3 separate regions of the Mus musculus genome follow, and all the other regions are linked to region 3. A link is a contact called in public HiCAR-type and promoter capture Hi-C data. All regions are on one chromosome and are shown on one strand. The core of a region is the stretch at or near the end of the contact, and the rest is flanking DNA. Distances in the headings are between cores, read along the strand shown.

The links. Promoter capture Hi-C pulls out the DNA fragments that hold promoters and counts their contacts. HiCAR-type assays count read pairs that join an accessible place to other places.
Region 1: a contact with region 3 is called in a promoter capture Hi-C map of hippocampal neurons, with 2.6 times the contacts expected there. The contact joins the enhancer-like site here to the promoter of Adgra3 in region 3. A contact is called at or near these places in 4 of 39 promoter capture datasets (the 3T3-L1 cell line, embryonic stem cells, hippocampal neurons and 1 more) and 4 of 115 datasets of contacts at active chromatin or transcription factors (astrocytes, embryonic midbrain, forebrain and 1 more).
Region 2: a contact with region 3 is called in a HiCAR-type map of astrocytes, with 6 times the contacts expected there. The contact joins the promoter of 9230114K14Rik here to the promoter of Adgra3 in region 3. A contact is called at or near these places in 2 of 39 promoter capture datasets (embryonic stem cells and liver), 2 of 115 datasets of contacts at active chromatin or transcription factors (astrocytes and embryonic forebrain) and 1 of 9 other capture datasets (embryonic stem cells).

The regions. Positions count from the first base shown.
Region 1 is chr5:52,109,811-52,112,510 of GRCm38.p6, forward strand. It overlaps a transcript of Ppargc1a not described here. Among named protein-coding and RNA genes, the nearest start is that of Gm40302, 19 kb to the right of the region's middle. Within about 2 kb of position 1,376, at least 11 of the 459 cell types and tissues checked have an H3K27ac peak or open chromatin away from gene starts, as enhancers often do. A contact at or near this core is called in forebrain and hippocampal neurons, where this site is marked.
Region 2 is chr5:52,189,303-52,192,002 of GRCm38.p6, forward strand. 9230114K14Rik (RIKEN cDNA 9230114K14 gene) reads left to right here and starts at 1,379. Exons shown (of 4, transcript NR_015537.2): 1 at 1,379-1,635. It overlaps Dhx15 (DEAH (Asp-Glu-Ala-His) box polypeptide 15), which reads right to left and starts at 1,244. Exons shown (of 14, transcript NM_007839.3): 1 at 978-1,244. The coding sequence starts at 1,048.
Region 3 is chr5:50,057,673-50,060,372 of GRCm38.p6, forward strand. Adgra3 (adhesion G protein-coupled receptor A3) reads right to left here and starts at 1,324. Exons shown (of 19, transcript NM_133911.1): 1 at 880-1,324. The coding sequence starts at 1,103. LOC115490186 (a long non-coding RNA gene) reads right to left here and starts at 871. Exons shown (of 2, transcript XR_003955916.1): 1 at 462-871.

The DNA.
Region 1 (2,700 bases), core at 126-2,625, 2.1 Mb after region 3:
CTGGCTGCCCAACCAGTCCCCACTACTTGCTCCTAACTAGCACTTAATTCTGTCTTGTTTGCATTCTCTGTAAAATGGGAATAACAAGACAAGGCTCTACCCCGTGTTGTTATGGAGACTAAAGGAGTCATACCGGTGTAAAGTGTTTGAAACAGCATTTTAAAAAAAAAGTAGTAGCCACAATCAAAATCCTGTGATCTTGTGTCTATAGAAATTTATAAAGGTGCAGGATATTTTCAAACCAAAGCTACCAAGAGGAAGCTCATCTTACCGGAAGACCGTGGCAACCGATGTATGTCCCGACAAGTCTTTCTTTTTGTTACTGTGCACTGTGTCATGTATGTGTAAACAGACATACATCATACATGGGTGAGTATGCTCATGTGTGCATGCAGAAGCTAAAAGACAGCCTCGGGTATCACGCTCACCAGCACCATCATCACTACTGTCAACACTGTTCCAGAGTTCACTCACTAAGCTGAACTGGCTATGCTGTGAGCCCCAGGCAGCTTCCTGTCTCTGCATCCACAGTATGCCACCATGCCTGTGATGTTTACGTAGGTGCTGGAAATGGAAGTAGATTCCTCCCAGTTGCAAGCCTTAGGTACATCTCTATGGATCTAAACACTGTCATCACTTTAAGAATTGTGGAATAGTCGGAAAGAAAGCATACATATATTCAATTCTACCTGGTGTTTCCTGCTTTGTCTATCTCTATTCCCAGAACTAATGCCAAGCTTCTCCTACTCCTACCAAAAACAAAAGAACAGACAGACGTGTTCAACAACTTACCTACCTATCTTCTGTAATGAGCCTGTATTAAAACTTCTACGTTGCTAGACAAGATGAAGTGCAAAGAGCCCCAAGCACTGAATAACAAAAACTATAGAGCCAAATTCAACAGGAACCCTGCCTGCTCTGCAAAGATGCATCTGGGCTGTTCTTCCAGGGAGGCCATTTTCTATTGAAAGCTCAGAGGTTGATGGTGCAGGAGGCAAAAGAAAGTTAAAATGCATAGTCACACCAGATAGTGATGCATCTTTCACAAACTTGGGGGTTAAGCTACCAGGGAACCAAGGAACTGTCCGATCAGGTGAGGAAAGTCAGATGTCAGGCCTCTCTGGGACACCCACGCAATCAGCTAATTGGCTTCATTTTTCACTTTCAACTGATTGATTCTGTATCATACAGACCTGGCCTGCTTCGATCTGGGCTGACATAGTGGCAACTAATAAGGTGACCCAGGTCCTAAAAGCAAGCAGATAATGGCCAAGGATGGAGCCTGACCGCTTAAACAACTCCAGGGGAGAAGCCCAGGCTGAAAGGCAAAACATAAAAAGAGAAAGCTGAGGGCTGGAAGCTTGCTCTGCTGCCATCCCTAGGCGTGAAACTGTAAATTAAAGAACGGGCTGCCGTCTGCTGCACTGAGCCAAAGCAGACACATCTCACAGATACACTTTAATTGGGGGTTTCATTCTAACTGAAACAGGTTCCTCCTCAGCAGATGCTTCCCCCCCCCACACACACACACACACTCCACTCCTGCCCACACACACACACACACACACACACACACACACACTTGTGGTTTGTTTTGCACATTGGAAAGCCCATGCAAAAATACCTGCAGCATGGTCTCAGAAACAGGATGGAATCTCCCAGTTTCTAAATGGCAACAGATGTAGTTTCGGCTCTAATACACATTAGACTCTTTCTCTCTCTCTCTCTCTCTCTCTCTCTCTCTCTAAAAAAAAAAAAATCAACAAGCCACCCCCTCCAGCTTCAATAAATGTCACAAAATAACTAAATTCTTTCCTTTCCACGATGATCCGTAGCTGGAGTATTTTTAATGTCTGTTTATTTGCTTGTTTTTGTTTGCCTGGTTTTTATAAGTGAATAAATGACTCGCTACTTTCCAGATTTTCCATCTCGTCCTATTTTTCAACCCCTTGTTTATAATGAACGGTGTCATAATCGTGCTTCTTGTGAAAACGAAAGAAATCAAACAGCCTTGGGATTCCAGGAAAGGAGGTTCTTAGTAGACATGCCTGCCTGCTATTGATGTTGTAAAAAGGTTCCTTTTACATGGTATTAGATGTTGAGAGCACATCATATTGATCTAGAAATAAAAAGCTTGATTTTTTTTAGTACAGCCAACCCTTACCTTCATAAGCACTTTATAACACTAAGAAGTGGGTTTTATTTTTAATTGAGGTAAACAAATTACACTTGAAGAACGATGCTATTTTTAGGGAATGAAGGGTTTGTACGCTTTTTTGGCAGCAATTCAGGTAAAATCATGAATAAGTCTCACTCTTTCAAATTTTGGCCCAGGCCTCTCTCCCCAAGTCAACGCTGCCTGAATCCTGGGATAAAATGTGAAACTATTGCCTTTGTTTTCTCCTTGTCCTCCGTAGGAACAGTAGTTGCAAGCAGTTTTCGTAGTCATTTGCCCATGCTCAGATGCTGAAAGGGCAAACTGGAGCTCAGCAAGGCCTAATGCACACGCTGTATAATTCTCCTTCCTTGAAAATGGTGACGGTGGCTGAGCCGGAAACCTCAAGTCTCCTAAGGCAACGCTCGCCAGCACTTCCCACCGGACAAGCAGAGCTAGGGTAGTGACCGCCCCTTCCTCTAACAATGCTTGTCTTTCGTTTGTTTCTGCACTTTATCTTAAAGTTCATACCGTACCACTGGTGG
Region 2 (2,700 bases), core at 129-2,628, 2.1 Mb after region 3:
GACCTATTCTCACACTGGTAGTTAGAAATCAATCCCAAAGGACTTTCCGTTAACAAAAACTCAAGAGACCACACATCTGACTTGACAGCGAGTCGGTGTCACAAGACATAAGAAAATGATAAAATCCTACAACTGTTTTGGACATTTGGACTTCCGTGGATATATTTTTTAATTAACCCAACAGATCCCTGTACTGCCGAAGCATAAACATACAACTAATTAAAATGGGAGGGTAGGAATATAAACAAAAGTACATTTTAAGTATGAACTGTGAAAGAAAAGACTGGAAAATGATAATACAACTGCTTACTTGCTAAATGCCCTGTCTTTGCGAAAAGTCTAAGAAAAGGAACTAAAATGCCAGACCAGGAATCGGTGTAAGCCTTTCTCAATCTGCACGTGGGTGTTGTTTGTTCAAACACGCTTAAGATCACTTTTTTGAAAAGTGCGTCCAAAGTGGGGAGGAGATAGAAATAACTTCCAGAGCGGAGGGGGAAATACGTGTTTTCACAGGCCTACCCCAGTGATGCTACTTAAAAGCAAAGCCGGCTTTTAAGCAAAGCAGGAAATAAAGGAGATGGCGGGAGGGCAGGCAGAGGGCGGAAGTTGGCAACGGCCTCTCCTGAAGTGCCTCAATGGAAGAAGGCCCTTCGTCTCCCGCCAAACAGTGCGCCCCGAGGTCGGCTCGCCTCTATCCTCCCCCAAAACAGACAGCGCCCGCCGCCGCCCACGGGGGCAGTGCCCTTGGCCATCCGGTTCCGGCTGCGGGCCTCACGCGAGCACCGAGGCCTCGCGGCCCGCTCCGCACGCCCGCCGTTCCGCGGCCTCGTGGCCGCCACAGGCCGCTCGCCCCGGCCGCACACACTCGGCACGCGCCCCAGCCGGCCGACGGCAGACAAAGGCTCGGCAGCCGGGCCTGCTCCCCGCCACCATCCAACAAAGCCCGAGCCGCGACTGCGCGCCCCGGCCTGGCTTACCCATCGGTCCCCGCACGCTTCTTGCCGGAGGGGTAATCCTCCCCCAGGTCCAACCGATGCCTCTTGGACATCCTCGCACTCCCAGAAGCGGACGCTTAGGAAGGAGGGAAGAAGAGAGACTCCGGCAGCCGGATCCACGCACAAGAGGCCCGCGGCTCAACTCGCGGGGACCCCCACCCCTCCCGCCACCACAGCCCGCTCCGTGCGGCCCGAACCAGGAGCTAAAATGGCGGCCGCGACGAGGGCAGGGCCTGCGTGCGCGCCTCCGCGGCGGGCGTGCCGGCGTGGTGCGCGCGCACGCCGTCCGGAGGCGGGAACTCCCGTCCCGCCCGCTGTGCGATTGGCTGAAATGGCTCTGAGTTCCCGCGGGCTCCTCCCTTTCCCCTCGCGTCTCTCTGAGAGCTGATCTGAGCTGCTGCTAAGGACCGAAACGCGCCTCAAGCTGTCACTTGCCGCCTGGAGTTCGTTGGGAAAGTTGAAAAAGCCTAGTCCTGTTTAGGAAATCTATCCAGCTGTGTATATACTTTTTGCTTTTAGGGTATGAAGCTCAGGAAGGATAAGAAAAACAAGATCACACAGCTGGCAAGTGGCAAAGCAGGACACAATTTATAACTCCAGAACGAGAATTTGCAGTTGTTGCGCCAGATGCCCTGTAGCGGTGAGAAAAAATGTTAACTTTAATTACTGTGACTCGTTTTGTCCATTCACCCCAGAACAGATAACATCTATTTGTTCAAGGTATAGGTGTTTTGTATAGGGTTCAGAAAATTGGAGGTAATCGCACTGGGCACTGTATTTTGCCTCCAATCCTCTGCCCTAATCTTGCTCCGTTTGTGTGTATATGAGTGCATATTAGGCACTCAGAGACATTAGCCCTATCTCTGTCCTCGTTTGGTTTGGTTTGGTTTGGTTTTTTGAGACAGGGTTTCTCTGTGTGGCTCTGGCTGTCCACAAACAAGCTCTGTAGAAGAGGCTAGCCTGGAATTCAGAGGTTAGGCTGTCTCTGCCTCCCAGTGCTGGGACTAAAGGCGTGCCCCAGCATGCCTAGTTGCTGTGCTCCTTAGTAGAGTGAACCCTGAAAGACATTTTATAGACATGGTTACCTGGACTGAAGGAAATCAACAAATAGCTCATCCATTAAGACTCCACTGTAATGGCAAGTTGTTGAGGCAAGGTGACACTTAAGAGGTTGTGTATCTTTCTCCCTTCAGCCATTGTGCATACTCAATTACATTCATTTCCAGAAGTGTGGGCGAAAGAGGTCTAAGGATCAGCCCAAATACAGGGTATCACTTCATGTCAAGACTCTCCTTTGCTGCTCCTTGGCTCTAGTCCCTCGAAAATTCTCAGAAGGATAATCTCTAAGATTAAATACAACAGAAACACAACAGATGATATTGTAACTTTCACAATATCCAACACAACTGTCTAAATGTACATTGACAACCTGTTAGGCTAGATATGGTAGTGAGTACCTTTAATCCCAGCACTCCTGAGGGCAGAGCCAAGCAGATTTCTATGAGTTCAGAGTCAGTTTGTTTTACGTAGTGAGTTCCAGGACAGCCAGAACTATATAGTGACTCTCTCTGTCTTTCTCCCTCCCTCACTCCTTCCCTCTCCCCCCTCCTCCCCCCCCCCCCACATGCACTCGAGCGCACACACACACACACACACACACACACACGAGCCACTGAAAAGTCCTGTGAGCATCTTTCAGGTACCT
Region 3 (2,700 bases), core at 74-2,573:
CCCGCTACAAACACTGTGACTCAAACTTTTCCAGACCAATTCATCTTTCACAGAAAACTGAATCTAAAGTCACTGGGCCAACCGCTCTGTCCAGCTGGCACAAAGAACCACGTTTCCAGGACTGAACCCTGGATCCTATAGCACAGTTGAGTTACCAAACTTTTCCTTCCAGGTGGAAACCCACACTGAAAACCCGAAGTCCTTCCAACCTCTGGAGGGCTCACTCAACACACACTGTTTTCAATCCCGAAGTTCCTGGCTTTCCCGAGAGCTCTCCGACTTCAGTATGGGGCTGAAATGGACTTGGACAACTTTTATCTTACATTTCTCCGAAATTAGTAACTCTAAAAGTTGTTCTGAAAGAGCACTAAAAGTAAGGCAGAAAGCGACGAGAGCTTCGTAGAGGTTTGGAGACCACACAGAGCCACCCTAAACTGTGGCGTCCTGCAAACTGGATCTACCTCAGGTGCAACTTCATTTCCACAGTTAGGATGAAGACTTCGGAGCACACAGGGTGTTCCCCAGAAGCCCCGAGCCAGGATGAATGAGCTTGGACTGCACCGACTGAGTGTTTATTAGCATCTTCACGTGGTATTCGGCGGCCGGAGCACAGCAAAAGCAGGGATGGCATGGGACGCTCCCGGGAACCCCGAAAACTTTTCTTTGCAAAACTAGCAGAGGGGGAACAGAGGCGGTTGCGAAGGCGATGGGCCACCCTGGTCCCACACTAAGCCACAGGGCTTCTCCAGCACCACCCCCAGCCCGCCGCCGCGCGCACACAAAGGAGCGTGTATACCCGGGAGACCCCCGCGCCCATTCCGCGCACCCGGGAGCGAGGGAAGCCCAGGAAAGGGCAGCGGGGCGTCGTGGGTTACTCACAGGGTGACCGTGCGGTTGGGCAGCGTGTCCGGGGGCAGAACCTGCGCGAGCTCCAGGCTGCTGCACACCACCTTCCCCTCGGCGGCGGCGGCCGCTCGGCCGGTACCCCGGGCCCGACCGTCGTGCTTGCAGCCCGCGGGCAGCGCCGCGGCCCCGCGCTCTCCTCCCCACAGCAGAGCGAGCAGCGCCAGCGGCAGCAGCAGCAGCGGCGGCGGCGGCTCCATGCCGCTGACCGGGCCTGCGGGGCCGAGAGACGGCACCGGCCTAGCGGGCGGCGGCGGGGCGGGGCGGCCCTGGCGGTGGCCCGAGCCTCCCGGCGGCCCGAGGATCGGTCCCGCTTCGCGACGACATGCTCCTTTGTCCGCGGCCGCGCTCGCCCTCCGCGGAGCCGCGGGGTCAGGGCCGCCGGGTCCCAGCTCGCCGCTCGGCCCGCGGGAGCGCCGCCTCCTCCCGCCGGCTCCTCCCCGCGCGACCGCTCCTCCCACCCCAGCCCCGCGCGCTCTCAGGCCCGCAGCCGACCCGACCTCGACCCGGGCACGCCCCCAGGTCCTGGCCGGAACTCCGCTGCTCCTGGACCCAGCGGAAGAAAGTTCTAGACTAGTCTAACTCCAGCAGCCCTGCGGCTCTGCTCCACGTTTCCTGGCGCCGCCGCCTGGCAGACAAAGCCGCCCTGCACGCCCCTAAGAGCCCTGGCTGGAGGGGGTGAAGTTCCTTTCTCCAACCTGACGAGGGGAAAGAGCCTGAAACCAATCTTTCCAAAGAAAGGCCATGGTAGAAAGTTTCATTATCCGCCAGAGCCAGAAACAGGTTTCTTCCCAATAAACTGAACTCGGAAGCTGCCCCTGGCCTGAAGCAGCTGTGGGCAGGCTGAGGATGCATGGGGACCATTCAACCGAAATTTCTGAGTCCACAGGTAGATCAGATGTTAACCAGTTGGAGCAACAGTGACGAAGCAGCCAAGAAACCCAAGCTGAATTTTATTATTCATGCCAAAGACCGCAGACCCCACCCTAACATTTGCAAGACCAGGGTTCTCCTACCCTATGTTTAAGTTTATAGAGACTATACAAGCCAACAAAATGAGTTTTATTCTCCTTTGAGAAACAGACTTCCTTAACATCCAGGAAGGAGCAACTTGGTATACAGAAACCTCGCGTACTTTGGAGTTCAACCCTGTAACTTAGCAGGTAAGGAGCACGTGATCACAGCCCGTGGACACAGCCAGTGGCCTGTCCATCCCCTGCTGGCCTTGCTTCCTATACTGGTTCCACTCAGCAACAGGTGGGGCGTGGCACCTGTGTACACACCTGTGCCCAATCAGCCTATCCGTCCCTCCCAACACAGCCACCCTTAGGCTGTCACAGAGACAGGAGTGGTTATTCCAGCTGCTTGATCTTACATCGAGAGAACTGGAAGAGAAGCAGGGTCCATGGCAGGCATTTTTTAACTTGGATCTAAAAAGACCTCCGAAAAAAAATTTCCAAGATCATGTCCCAGATATATGTATTTGGCGTTCTCCATAGTAAATAAGCTACCAAGACACTTAGATAAGTGCGAATTGTGCATCACTTGATACTTCTTGAGATTTAACTATCTAATATCTAAACACAGTGGTGCATATAGCATCTACTAATACATCAATGAGGAGAGAATTATTCTGGCTCTGGAAGTTGGCATGTGACAAGGAAAAGAGGGATCCAGACCTATAGTATCCAAGTTAGTTAAGGGTGGCTATCTAGAGCTTAAAATTTATCTACAATTCTGTAGGAAGTGGGGTTTTTATTCAATTTCACTTTTATTAAATTCAGCTTTAAATGCTAT